2 separate regions of the Triticum aestivum genome follow, and region 1 is linked to region 2. Evidence: chromatin contacts called from public Hi-C data. All regions are on one chromosome and are shown on one strand. The core of a region is the stretch at or near the end of the contact, and the rest is flanking DNA. Distances in the headings are between cores, read along the strand shown. Region 1 holds the start of LOC123119895 (LIM domain-containing protein WLIM1). Region 2 holds the start of LOC123119892 (protein CLT2, chloroplastic).

The links. A called contact is a pair of places that touch in the nucleus more often than the background predicts.
Region 1: a Hi-C map of leaf shows a contact between it and region 2, with 2.6 times the contacts expected there. The contact joins the promoter of LOC123119895 here to the promoter of LOC123119892 in region 2. A contact is called at or near these places in 4 of 5 Hi-C or Micro-C datasets (leaf and an unstated tissue).

What each region holds. Positions count from the first base shown.
Region 1 is chr5D:134,791,065-134,797,503 of IWGSC CS RefSeq v2.1, forward strand. It overlaps LOC123119895 (LIM domain-containing protein WLIM1), which reads right to left and starts at 2,725. Exons shown (of 5, transcript XM_044539858.1): 1 at 2,255-2,725; 2 at 2,054-2,150; 3 at 1,939-1,982; 4 at 1,419-1,502; 5 at 727-1,148. The coding sequence starts at 2,395. The coding sequence ends at 924.
Region 2 is chr5D:134,478,036-134,484,551 of IWGSC CS RefSeq v2.1, forward strand. LOC123119892 (protein CLT2, chloroplastic) reads right to left here and starts at 4,383. Exons shown (of 9, transcript XR_006459054.1): 1 at 4,031-4,383; 2 at 3,791-3,936; 3 at 3,631-3,668; 4 at 3,188-3,303; 5 at 2,896-2,995; 6 at 2,779-2,814; 7 at 2,645-2,695; 8 at 1,963-2,088; 9 at 1,386-1,838.

The sequences.
Region 1 (6,439 bases), core at 1,475-3,974, 310 kb after region 2:
TGGCAAGTGACTCTAGTTTTCTTTCCAGGGACAGGTTGGTCGTCTCATGATCTTGCAGCGTTCTGATGGCCTTGTGCACTTTTCAGCTGGCAATGAGATTCTAGGGGCGCAAATAAATTGGAACTAGGTAGAAAAATCCCTATCTGATTTATGTATCTGAACTAATTTTGTCCATCCTCTTGGGCTAACAAGCCGAAATAATGGAACATAAAGAGGACAAATCATGTTGTGGCCATTCAAATCTTTCTCAGTGAATGCATTTTTCTATACCCTGTTATAAATGGCCTGCCAGTGATATCTTAAGATATTTGCATTGCTAATGATGCCACACCCTACATTGTATAGTATATTTGTATCTTTGGATGCCTCCTTTTTCAGTTAATTAAGCATAAAAGAATACTTCTTCAGTACTGTATCCCCAACACTATATGATCTATCATTACTTGCTTCAACCCTGCTAGAAAGCTTTGTTCTATCGTCCACGCACAAAAAAATATATCATGGTTGTACAGCTTGTTGTAATGTCTTTTTCAGTACTGATTAATTAATGGGCCTCCAAATCTGTGCCAGTTCTTTTTGGGGCACCAGCTCATTTCTTTTCTGTGGAAGGCTTAAAGTTGTTCAGAGTTTTATTCTTTTTAAACATAAATGTTTTACCCCTATTACCTATTCTTTAGACAAATGATAAATCAACTTACAATTCTCTTGCTTGTATGCGCATAGACGTCGTCGAACCAGGTAGAGATATTTTGACTCGGATATAACAAGGTTTACATGCGTACAAGGCAATAACATAATTGTCTTCGGAATGCACTTGATCTCGATTGGAAAAACTCAAAAGAACCACACAGCAGAAAGATATACTGCTCTGGTGCAAATGCAGAAGGGCTCGTTATTCATCTCTGGATATCCTCAAGGACTGACTAATACTCCGAGTCTTCATCATCCACTGACCCGGCACTCTGTGATGTCTTGTCGTGGTCGTTCTCGAGCTGGCTGAAATTACCCTTCTCTTTGATCAGCTGGGTGTGGTGGTGCTTGCAGAAGAGCTTGCCCTCGTGCGCGATGTAATTCGAAGGGCTGATGGTGCACCCTCCATGGCAGCATTTGAAGCAGCTCTTGTGGTACATAGTGTTATTCACAGTAACCTGCAGAGTTGGTGCAGGTGTCATGACCAGAGCACTGTTATGTATGCAAACCAAAGAGGTATGATATGAACAATACGTCCGCGTCGCCTTTTCTTATCACAGAAAAAGGAAGATGAATAATTGAATGCCCAACTTGGAAATGCAGCAGATGAATATGAATGAATCCAGCTACATGTTGTTAAGTAAAGGAAACTCCAGCTAAAAAGTAGTAGTCCAGAGGATAATAATGCAGATACTTAATTGAGACATAAGAGTAGAAAATAATAGTACCCTCTCAATTGGATAGACTGTCTTGCTGCATCCAAAACATTTCTCTCTAGTGCCAGCAAATGCGCTGGAGACTTTAGTAGCATTCTGCCCAAAAAAAACACTCATGATAAGCATCACCAAATGTGGTACTAGCTCACAAAGAACAAAGGATCAATAATGCCGATTAGTTGCACGACTTTGTCGATAATCTGCCTATCAGTTTGCAAAACGTCATTTTCTATTGAACTAAGCTCCCTATCGGATCCGGCGTTGCACTCACTTTCTTCTTAATGAATTACATGGAGCTCTGTTGCATGGTTCGAAAAGAAGAAGAAGAATCTATGTATGTTTTGGATTATCTTGGGTGTGTGTTTTTGGATCATCTTTGGAACAATAGTACTCCATCTGTAAACAAATATAAGAGTGTTTAGATCACTATTTTAATTATCTAAACGCTCTTATATTTCTTTACGGAGGGAGTACTAATGATCTACTACACTCTGCAGAGAATAGATAAATGTTAGAGGAGATTAGTGGATACCTCATTCCCAACATTCCTTTCTGGCTTGACAACCTTTGGAGTGCCTGAATCAACATTCCTCCATTACTTTCTGAAGAATTGCAAAGGAATGCAGTGTGATAGGCTAAGGCCGTACCTTCGAAGCTCTTGTCCAGGCTCCCGGTCCTCTTGAAGAGCTGGTCAAAGTGAGGCCTGCAGTAGAGCACTCCTTCGAACGAGTTGTAATTTGCGAGCTGCGCCAGGGAAACATAGAACAAGTTGAACAAGTGATATCTCAAAGTGAATATGAGGCAGGAGGACTGAGGATTGGGAAGGGGGAAGAGTAGAGTGGTAGTACCTTGAGGGTGCCCTTGCAGTGGTGGCACCTGAAGCAGGCCTTGTGGTAGACCCGGTTGTCGGCGGTGAGCTTGTCGACGAGGTACACCGTCTTGTCGCAGGCGTTGCACTTGGTGGTCGTCCCCTGGAACGAAGTCGCCATTGCCTCTCCCGAACTCTCGATCTGCAAGCTGCTGCTCTGTTCTTCCAACACAAGACTGGCTTGGCTTCGCTCCCGACAAGCCTTGGGGTGAGTGATGATTATATGGTGGTAAATGGCGTGGCGCGGTTGGTGGTGGCCGGCAGCTGCAGGTATTGCTGTTTGCTGCCGCGAGGCGGGGCAGGACAGCTTGGGTGAGACAGGGAATAATGTTGGAGGTGGAAGCAAAGAGCCAGAACGAGTAGTAGTAGTCAAGTGGGAATGAGATTGTAGCAGCTCAAGGAAACGAAAAAGGAGGTGGTGGTTGTGGAAATTTGCGGAGGGGCTAAGCAAAATCCACGTGGTGACTGGTGATGACGTGGCAGGGAGAGAAAGCATTTGGGGTGAAAGGTAAATGGCAGCTGATTTCCATCTTGGGGATTTGAGGGGGCTAAAAAGCCACGGTAATTTATATTCTTGACATGCTCTCTCTCTCTCTCGTTAAGTGTAATAATCTTTGAGGGTCCCTGATTGAAACGTGCTGCCAGCACACCATATGCACTGGATGAACCAAAGCTCAGTCGGTGGGTCTGCTGGGGGAGAGCATCTCCAATAGAGGATGTAAAAGTTGGTGTTCGAAAATAATAATAATAAGTTTTTAGACACCTGAAATTTTTAATTCCGTAACATTATTGCATATTTCATAATTTCTAACTCTAATAGGAAATGTTCAACATTTAACATTAAAACGACATCACACTAGATAACTAAAAACAGTTCTATGGTAAATCATCACACTACTCATCGTCACACCTACAATACACCATCATGGGAAAGGCGTCTTTGTACGCACAAGGTACCCGTCCAAGTCGTCGTCGTCGGATCCTGATCTGGCGACTTTGGGATTGCTCAGACTCAGGCCAGGCAAATCCACGATGGGCTTGCCGATGCTGGCAGCGGCGACACTCGTGGGTGTCATTTTTCTTCTTGGAGGCGCTGCCTTGGCCTTGATATGTGACCCTCGTCGAGCAGCAGGGGAAACCCTAGGTCCGGTTCTCCGGATCGAATGGCGACGGCGTCACAACGGCGTTCCCCTTCTTGAAGGCGCTATCTTGCTAGATCGTTGTGTCCCGGCGTTGGACTTGAAGATGTTTGACGTCCTGTTGATTTGGTTTGCTCCTCTAGTTTTAGTTTTGGTGGGTTTAGTTGTGTTTCACTCTGTTCGGGCTAAGCACCCCGTCTCTCTGCCCAGGGCACCATGTTCATGCCTCCTTGCATTCATGTCATGTGTTGTATCTACTGTTGTACTCATTCTCTTTCCTTCTATCAATGAAAAGATACACAAGCTTTGCGTATTCGCAAAGTCGTCGTCGTCGAGTTGATGTCGATTGCCCCTCCGGCCGAGGGGCCTACCTCGTGGTCATTGCTGGTAGAAGGCTTCACCTCCTCCTCATCGAAACAACTTCCTTGTCAATTTGGTCGAACAACTCATGGACCTCGACTTCTATACTGTGTTGGTGCTCCTCCTCCTCCTTCACGCGCTCCGTGTCCCTCTTGGCATAGAATGCAAGCTCTGCTACCACGAGTTCCGGGTTAGCCTGGGCCAGCTTCGTCATGTGCAGCTAATAAGTGGCCTCGGCTCTACGTGCCTTCTCTGCACTAGACCATGGAAGGGGTGAGGAATCTGTATGGCCGGCCACCTCGGGGAAATTGAGCTCGGCCAAGCTCCGATCGTATCGAACTGCCACTGTATCATAGGCGAGCACCGCGAGCTCCTCGGTCTCAAAGGTGCTAAGCCACTCAGGTGATCTCGGCGGCGAAGTGGCCCGACGCCCGATGACGAACACCACGGTACGGCATGGCGCTCGCGATGGCTAGTGCGACAACATCTTCGACGGGAGGCAGCGGAGAAGCCCGGTGGCGACAAACAAAATGACTGGTGGAGAAGCTAAGCTCGACTGCGGCTGACGAAACAAGCACCGATGGCGGCAATGGACGAAACAGACGCCCCACGACCGAAATGGACATATCTAGTGGTGGGGATGATGGATCCGGCGACGATGGGCGGAAGCCGATGGTGGCAGCCGGATTCGTGCGGGGATGTGGCACGACGAACGACAAAAATGGGGACAGATTTGGGGAGCAGAGTGGCCCGTGGCGGCCAGAATCGGCGGCGGTGCCATCCAGCGATGAAGCACGCAGTGCCGGTCCTGAGATTTTGAGGGCCCGGGCGAAAGTAAAATTTGAGGCCCCTTAATATAAACATCATAGCAATGATAAATAATGATTCTAAAAAAAGCAATGATAAATAATATATGCATCTACAAAATGTTACCAATAATTACTTAAATGCACCCGAAAGCCAATATTTATATAAAATAACTTATACAATTTGCCTACAAATTTTCTTGTAAAATTCTTCGATGCAAAGCCATTGTGCCGATGTCAATCTCATCCATCGATTTCTTCTCGATACATAATTTGTTCATCAATAATTTCAAGTTGGAAAGCATCTTTTAGCTAATGCAACAATCACCGATACAGTACGTAAATCCGAATAAATCTTTAAACACCATGAGTTTTTTAAATCCTTTCTTCAAAGAAGTGATCAATTAAAACAAACAAATAGCATGATAATCCTTCCAACTTCTAGAATTCCTTCTTGGCTACCACTTTTATCAAACTATTTCTTCCTCTAGCATGAAGTTTTACTGAAAATTGTAGGAAAATTACAGTATGATATACCTTGGATTGATTAGATCGGCGTCAGTGGCTGGACGCTCGGCGACGATGCGATGGCGTTTTCTGGTGGCAGGCACTCGGCGATGTGCGTGCTGCGTCGTCGCTGCGTTCAGCGCCGGGAGACCTGTCTGCCCTGCGCGACCTGGGATCTGGAGTTTTAAAACCATGGAACAGAGAATAGGAAATTAGGGATGAACTGATGTCGCACGATCGTTTTCTTTTGCTGAAGGAGAGTGTCTCGTAATAATAATAACGGCACGAGGTGATTTACGTGCATACTTGCTCTTTTTTCCGTCCTGATCGTACGCTGATTGAAGCGATTTACATGCGTACGCTGCTGCCTGCCGTCCCTTTCTATTTGGATCTGGCTACTTCTTTTCCTTTTTTTTTTCTGAGACAAGGCTACTTCTTTTCCTACGAGAAGCTATGGCTTATGGGCTTCTTTACCTTCACGTAATTACCTGGGAGGGGGGCCCTCGATCCTGGGGGCCCGGGGCGGCCGCCCCTGCCGCCCCCCTCAGGGCCGGCCCGGAAGCGGCTGAGGGTTGGGAAACTTTCGCTGGAAGAGCGGGGGTGCGCGCCTAAATTTAGGTTGTGAGGCAGTCCCACAAGTGCTATAGATTTGCAGCACTTGGAGCTAAAATTTAAGGCCACTGCAATTTTTCTTTACACTAAATAGAGATACATCATATGTTGAAGCAGTATTTTAACTCCAAATGCCCCAAACCGTATTTTGTTTGGACATGACCGTTGTTTTACATCATCAATTAGAGATGTTCTTCCACGCAAAAAAATAAAATAGAGATGTTCTTATTTCCAGCATGCGGTTGCTTCTTGTGCAAGTGGAACCAAGTCAGTTTGGCAAATATTTCTAGGTTGCTTCTTGTTAAAGTACTCACAGAAAAAAGTGCTAACAGAAAAATCAAAGTGTCTTTTTCTTTTGTGTAAATTCCATTTCAAGTCTGTGCGCACTCCCTTCAACCTAAAAAAAATGGTGAGTGCATTCTGCACAATTAGCCACAAGTGTTTCCCAAACTAGAATGTCGAAGTGTTAGATTACTCAACTGATACATCAGAAAAGCAAGACTGCATTTCACTTTTACTTTTCTTCATGTAATTTGAAGTTTTCTGTTTAAAGTTTCACAGCTGGCTAAAATCAATACCTTCTTATTTGTACGTTTTCTCATACAAAATACCACTTTAGCACTATTTAAAATATAGGGCCGGCTCACTGAAGCTCGTCTTTCAAAGTAACTTTTCGCATTCCCTAGCATCTTCTATACTATCTCGGTCTCATAATACAATATGTTATTACAGACAATATGG
Region 2 (6,516 bases), core at 3,133-5,632:
GTTTTTCATGCTGGGAGTGGGGGGATGCTTACCCCCCCCCCCCCTGTGTTTTTCTCTTTTCTTCCTTAGCCTTTGGCACCCATGATCACTTGATCAACCCATGTTTTCCATCTGCTCTCTGCTAAATCAATGAAAAGCCAGCAACTGCTCGATCTTTCAAAACAAAACAAAAAACAATCGAGCCTAGCACCAACTGCGAAACATTACACTGAGGCCTCCTTTGGTTCACAGGGTAGAAAATCATAGGAATAGGAAAGTCATAGGAAACGACACGACATGCATCTCAAATCCCATGAGTAGGAATAGGAAAGGGGATGTCCTTTAATACACATCATAGGATTTTTTCCATTGAGTCTAGGCTAATGTTTATTTTCCTATGAAATGTGAAGGATAGGAAGAATTCCTCCATAAGAATAGGATTCTATTCCTACAAACCAAAGGGCTCTAAAGGAATTTTTCCTATAGAAATCCTATCCTATGGAATTCCTACAAAATTCCTCCAAACCAAAGGAGGCCTGAATGGAAATCAGTACCACCAACGTAGTCACTTCGTGAATTACGAGCACCTATGAAGTAGTGATAGTGCTGATATATATAGCACAAGCTCCTCATAGATTGGTTGGTTAATGAATAACAACTGCACTGATCCTCCTATGCATGTACTACGACTACTACCAGTTATGTCATTGTGGAATCACGAAGTGAATTTTGAAGGTGAAAATTAAGTGGTACAAAAAAGCAAGTGGCGAAAAGCGCGCACGGTGTCCCCCAAAACTGTGCCAGGCCGTCACCGGGCAGCGCCGCGGCGAGGGCAGCACCATGACGTGGGAATCTAGCACTAGCCAACCGCCCAGAGCCTCTCAACATACCACGCGATGGAGGGCGAAGACCGAGAGCACATCGCGGAAGAGGTGCCCGCCGCCGCGGAATGCGCGTGCGGTGTCAAGCGTGCGGTTCTGCCGCCGCCCTTAGGAGACGCCCAGCTTTGACCAGCGCAGCGGCGGCGTGGCACGAGGCGGCCAAGGGAGTGGCAGCGGCGGCATAGGGCAACCACAATCAGGCACGATAGCGTCTGCGGCAGGAAGTTTTATATCAAGGCGGCTGGGGTTCCCGCGGCCACGGTTTTGGTTTTTGGTCAGCTAGCATTGTCCCAAATTACTGCTCCTAAAGAAATTGATCGCCATGCAGGTATTGGTCAGCTGTTGGAGCTTTTTTTGGCGCCAAAACAAAAAAAACATTTTGTCATGGCTGCGTATTCTGATCTACTGTTGGAGACGCTCTAAACAGCTAAGGACACAAGCCGTAATCGCAGTAAGCACAGGTTTGAACAAGATAACACAGACATAACTGAAAAACAGTTCACTGTTAGACAGCTATTTGGCATGGACTTTTAAGTTTTATACCATGACTTGCAGCTTTTGCAATGCTCTTTAGGATGGGAAGTTCACTATACATTGGGAGCGAAAATGAGTACACAAAGTACCAAATCTAGCTTCTTACATACATGTATGTACCAAGTGCTATTCTGTTACAAATTAGAAATACCAAGTACTCATGCATCGCAACAAACAGTCCTTATCGACTCTGGCGTCACCAACCTAGAAATCTAATATTAGGTTCAGGACCAAACCAATAATTGATTTTCGGTTGAAGTGGTAATATACACTCAATCTGCACAAGGTTTTAGTCAGTCTTTGACTCTTTAGATGATTGGGGAAGGTTATACAGAATTAGACCCGTCAACAATACCATACCACCTAAGATAAAAGAAGCGCTTAATTCCGCGCCTTGAGGGATGTAGGGCAAAGGAAGAGAAAGGATATAGATTGATATTGGCACTGCAATTGAAAACAAACAACATCAACGTGGTCATGAAGATACTCAAGCAGTTTGGTCTATACAGTGACAGTAGACCAAAAATGAACACAAATAGAGCAAGGGGAGAAAAGAGGAAGAAAATACCGGCGGAAGTTGCTGTAAGTGAAGCAACCACGGCAGACGACATCTTTACCAAATTAAGCAACGAGATGTTGAAAGCCATGTTTATGAATATAAATAGCAATGGTAGGAATGGAGCACCTCCACAATCTACAAAATAAGTATGGCAGCCTAATTAGCAATAAAGGTAAGCAGGTAACAGAAATTATAGATGGACAAGTATAAATACTATGAAACCCTTGTATATCTAACCGCAGGGTCAACCTAAATTTCGAAGACATGGAATCAATTTTCTCAAGTTTAATAGTTTACCATTCAAAGAGTTCCACATATCAAAAAGCAAAGGGAGCTACATAAGCCCCCAATCATAAAGTGGACAGTGCACTACAAGCATTCCAGTGCATTTGAGGTACATCATGATCTCTAAATCCATAATTTGATCAAAGCACTCAGCTCAGGGAAAAATTACATTACCAATTGGGCTCTCCCCAACATTTAAGAAGCACTCAGCACCACCATTTAAATGGCCAGAAAGCTCAGCAAGCTTAATCCCCCTCAAATTAGAAAGTAATGGGAGAAGAAGGAAGACAAAAAGAGCCTACAAATAATAAAGGAAGGTAAACATGATACATGACATGAATTAAGGTTTCCAAATATGGTAGTTCAGTTAAGCATAACAGCTAAATTAGGCTAACTAATTAATCACCTGAAACCCAGATCCAAATGAATTAACCACGAAGATGTCGGGCCGTTTCCCCTGCACAGATATTGGTTCTGCAATTATTTTTCTAACAAACAAGATGGACTCGCACACATAGAGAATGAAGTGTGAAAGCAAACCTTAAGACGTTTTGCACCATCAACGAAAACAGACTCCTGCAGTATAGAATTTATTTTTCTGACTGAAGTGTCACAAAACTATAAAGGAGTGTTATGTGATAATTTTAGTGGCTAAACCTTCAAAATGGATGCACCAGCTTGGAATGCCGATGAAATAACCATCAATAATGGCCAAATTAACTTGACTCCAGATAGAAGATGACCATCATTTGCTCCACTACAGTAACGGCATTGAGATGATTAATTATGGCAAAATACCTAGTGTACAAAATAGCGCAAGACCTTTTTCTCAGCAAACAAGTGTGCATGCATACGAAAGAGATAAGTGCATAGCTAGCAGATATTTCTCGAAACAACTTTGTTGTGGTACAATTAACAGTAAATGTACCAGGTATTTCGAAGGACATACCTCGCAACAGCAAGAATCACACCAGAAGTTACAAGCAAGCAACCAATGATTTGTCTCAGAGAGTAGGTCTTTCCCAAAAGCAACACAGAGAAGATAAGCTGCCACACCAGGAAAGACTGGAGAGAACATTCAGAAGACTATTATTTTGACAACAGAGTACAGAGTTAACAGGTTCCGACAGTAATAACCAAATGGAATTGCCAATTTTAGGACATCGAAAGTTGATTCAACCGTAAGATCACAGTTCCGAAATGCTTTAGTGTTGCACTATTCATAAGAATAAAAGATCACAGTATACAAAAGGAAATATCTGTAACCATTAATGATAGCAGAGATAAAAGGGCATGCAGGTAATATGTTTTTTTTCTAGAGAATGGTGCAGAGATATGTGGAAACGCTATCAAAGAATATGGCACAGCTGAAATTCAACAAAAACCTCATACCTGAGACAGTATTGGAATAGCAGGACCAGGCAGCATAGCTGAAAGTTTCACAGAAAACAATCAATTAGCACAAATATTGACAGGAAAGAAACAGTCTGAATTGCATATATATGCGCCACACTAACAGCATCCGATGACCAAAAGAAGATACAAAACATACCTCCCGCAGACATTCCGGCGGCCACCCCAAGAGCCTCCAGCAAGCCGATGACAGCGAACCGGATCTTTGGCAGTGCCAGCATGTCCCGCGTCACCACCCCCGCGCGGTACCTCACATAGAGTATTGAAAAGTACACGCCGACGTACCTGCAACGTTCAAATCGCACACACAAGAAGTAGGTAAGAGCCCAAAAACTGCTGCGCATTTCGTCGAACACCTCAGCCGTACAAAAAGCCTTACCCGAACGTGGTGAGCTGAGCGAGGAAGAAGGGGTAGGACTTGAGGGGCACCAGCGCGAGCTTATAGAGCACGCGGTTAGCGACAGCCAGCGCTACCACGGCCGCAGACGCGACCACGACCGCCGGCGAGGAGCTCATCGGCATGTATGTACGGCAAGCAAGAGCTCACTAAGCGAGGCGTGGAGGATGGCGATTTAGGCCATGCGGGGGCGGATACGGAACTTGGAACCGGAGTACCGTGGGGAGGACGGTGGTGATGGCGGCGGGCGGGCGGCCGGTTGCTTGCCTTGGCGTGAAAGTACGGGATTCTCTCGTCTTCTCTACGCCCCATGGATTGTCGGATTTTGCTAGTACCTCCGTCTCAGTTTACAAGTCCTGTGCGTATATCTAAGTTGCCAATCTTATCACCATAATATAAACTATATAACATAAAAATTATACCGTTTGAAAATAGAACATATGAAATTTATATTGATATATTTTTTATAATATTTGGCTTGTATTATGTTGGTCAAATTGACGACCTAGGGATACACGCACGCCTTGTAAACTGAGAGAGAGGGAGTAGTACACGCTTTGATATTTCCGATTTGATTCAGCGAGGGGCTCCACGTGTACTTTACTCAGCACTAGTAATAATGTATTCCCTCAGTCCGGAAATACTTGTCGGAGAAATGAATGTATCTAGACATATTTTAGTTCTAGATACATCCATTTTTATGCATTTGTGCGACAAGTATTTCCGGACGGAGGGAGTACGATATTAGTTGCACGTTATATTAGGTAAGATATACTCCCTCCGTTCTCAAATATAAGTCTTTCTAAAGATTTCAACAAGTGACTACATACGAAGCAAAATGAGTGAATCTACACTCTAAAATATATCTACATACATCCGTATCTTGTAGTCTATTTGAATATTTAAAAAGACTTATATTTAGGAACGGAGGGAGTAGTATCTGTTGCATGTTGGTATTTGGTAAGATATCAATTACTTTTTCGCTGGAATGGTAGGATATTAATTACATGGCTGATTTCAAGGGATAGCGTTGAGTCAAAACGTGTTTATAACCAATGGCAGTGGTGGGTAATTAGGCGTTAAACGTGTTTGGTGCTCAACATTTGAGCGATTTGAACCGCTAGATAACATGATTTGACGGTCGAGATGGTTTGGATCTGCCCATTTGGGTCTTTTTATATTGGTATAGATATAGATAGATATAGATGACTTGGGGCAAACCCCTCTTGCGAGTGGGAACAGATAATGGCGACGCATCCTGCGTCGCACCCTTCTTGAAGACATCATGTGGACAGTTGATTGGTGTGGTGGATGCTTGTCGTGGATTCTGATGGTGCTGGTGCCACGGCCGGCTTGGGGTCGACGGTGGTTGTTCGGTAGTATTCTTTAGGGTTTTGGTGGCAGTGCCTTTGGCGTCCCAGAGCGGACATCTCTTCTCTCTCGTGAAAGTGCCTCACCCTGTTATTGTGCATGCACAAAAACCTCCCATGGTCGCCAATGTGTTGTGGCGAGCTTCGTGCTCTTGATGATATCGTGGTTCATCTTTGCTCATTAATGCGCAAGATGCTTTCTCAACTTGTTAATTATCTTGAATTTTGTGGCGAAGCTTCCAGCCAATGTTCATGTTCAGTTGCACTCATTGATGATGCAAACTACTGAGGTGTGACATGGGGCTCGTTACACATGTCACTGCGGTGCGTTAGGCTGCTTGTAAAGTTTTAATACTGTGCTCCCTCGATGACACCCACCCCCCCCCCCACCCCCCGTCAATTTGTGGTTTTTATGGCGATGATCCTTCTATCTGCTAGCTAAGGCATGCCTTGTCTTGGGTGTCCTTTTTCCTTTCTTCCTTTATTCATCTATACGTATGGTTTTTGGTCCGGTTTGCCTCATAAATCGGTTTTCCTCAAATTGAAAACCTAAACTAGTATAATTATGGATAAAAAACCATGGTGGTACAACTTTTTCTTCTTTGATAAAGGACATTTATATTCTCTCATAGTGAAGCATCCAAGGGATACAAATGCAATGGTCATACGTTCGGCCTCTGCACTACCAGGATGCACACAGTCAACACCAACACAAACACAAAGGATCTCACCGACAAAAAGCAAAGTCATTAAGGAGTCTAGGCAGAAAGAAAATAAAAAGAAGGAAGAAACAAAGGCAGACGATGCGACCAACAACACACACAAAATAAGAAGAGTACCACCACCCATCATGGTGATATGTTTGACTGTGGCAAGGCAAGTGTATGTCCTCGGATGCGAGGCTAATTCTAACTAATTCTAGTATGTCCTCGCTGCCCATCTTTATCATGGGTCTATTTCTCCTAACTAATGGGGTTCACGCTAGGTTAGATAGCTCGCGGTCTCGGTTCTTTTGGCAAGGGTTTGGGTCCAAGCGTGAGTACCACTTGGCTAAGTGGGTGGCAGTGTACCGTCCAAAGCGGCACGATGGGCTAAAAG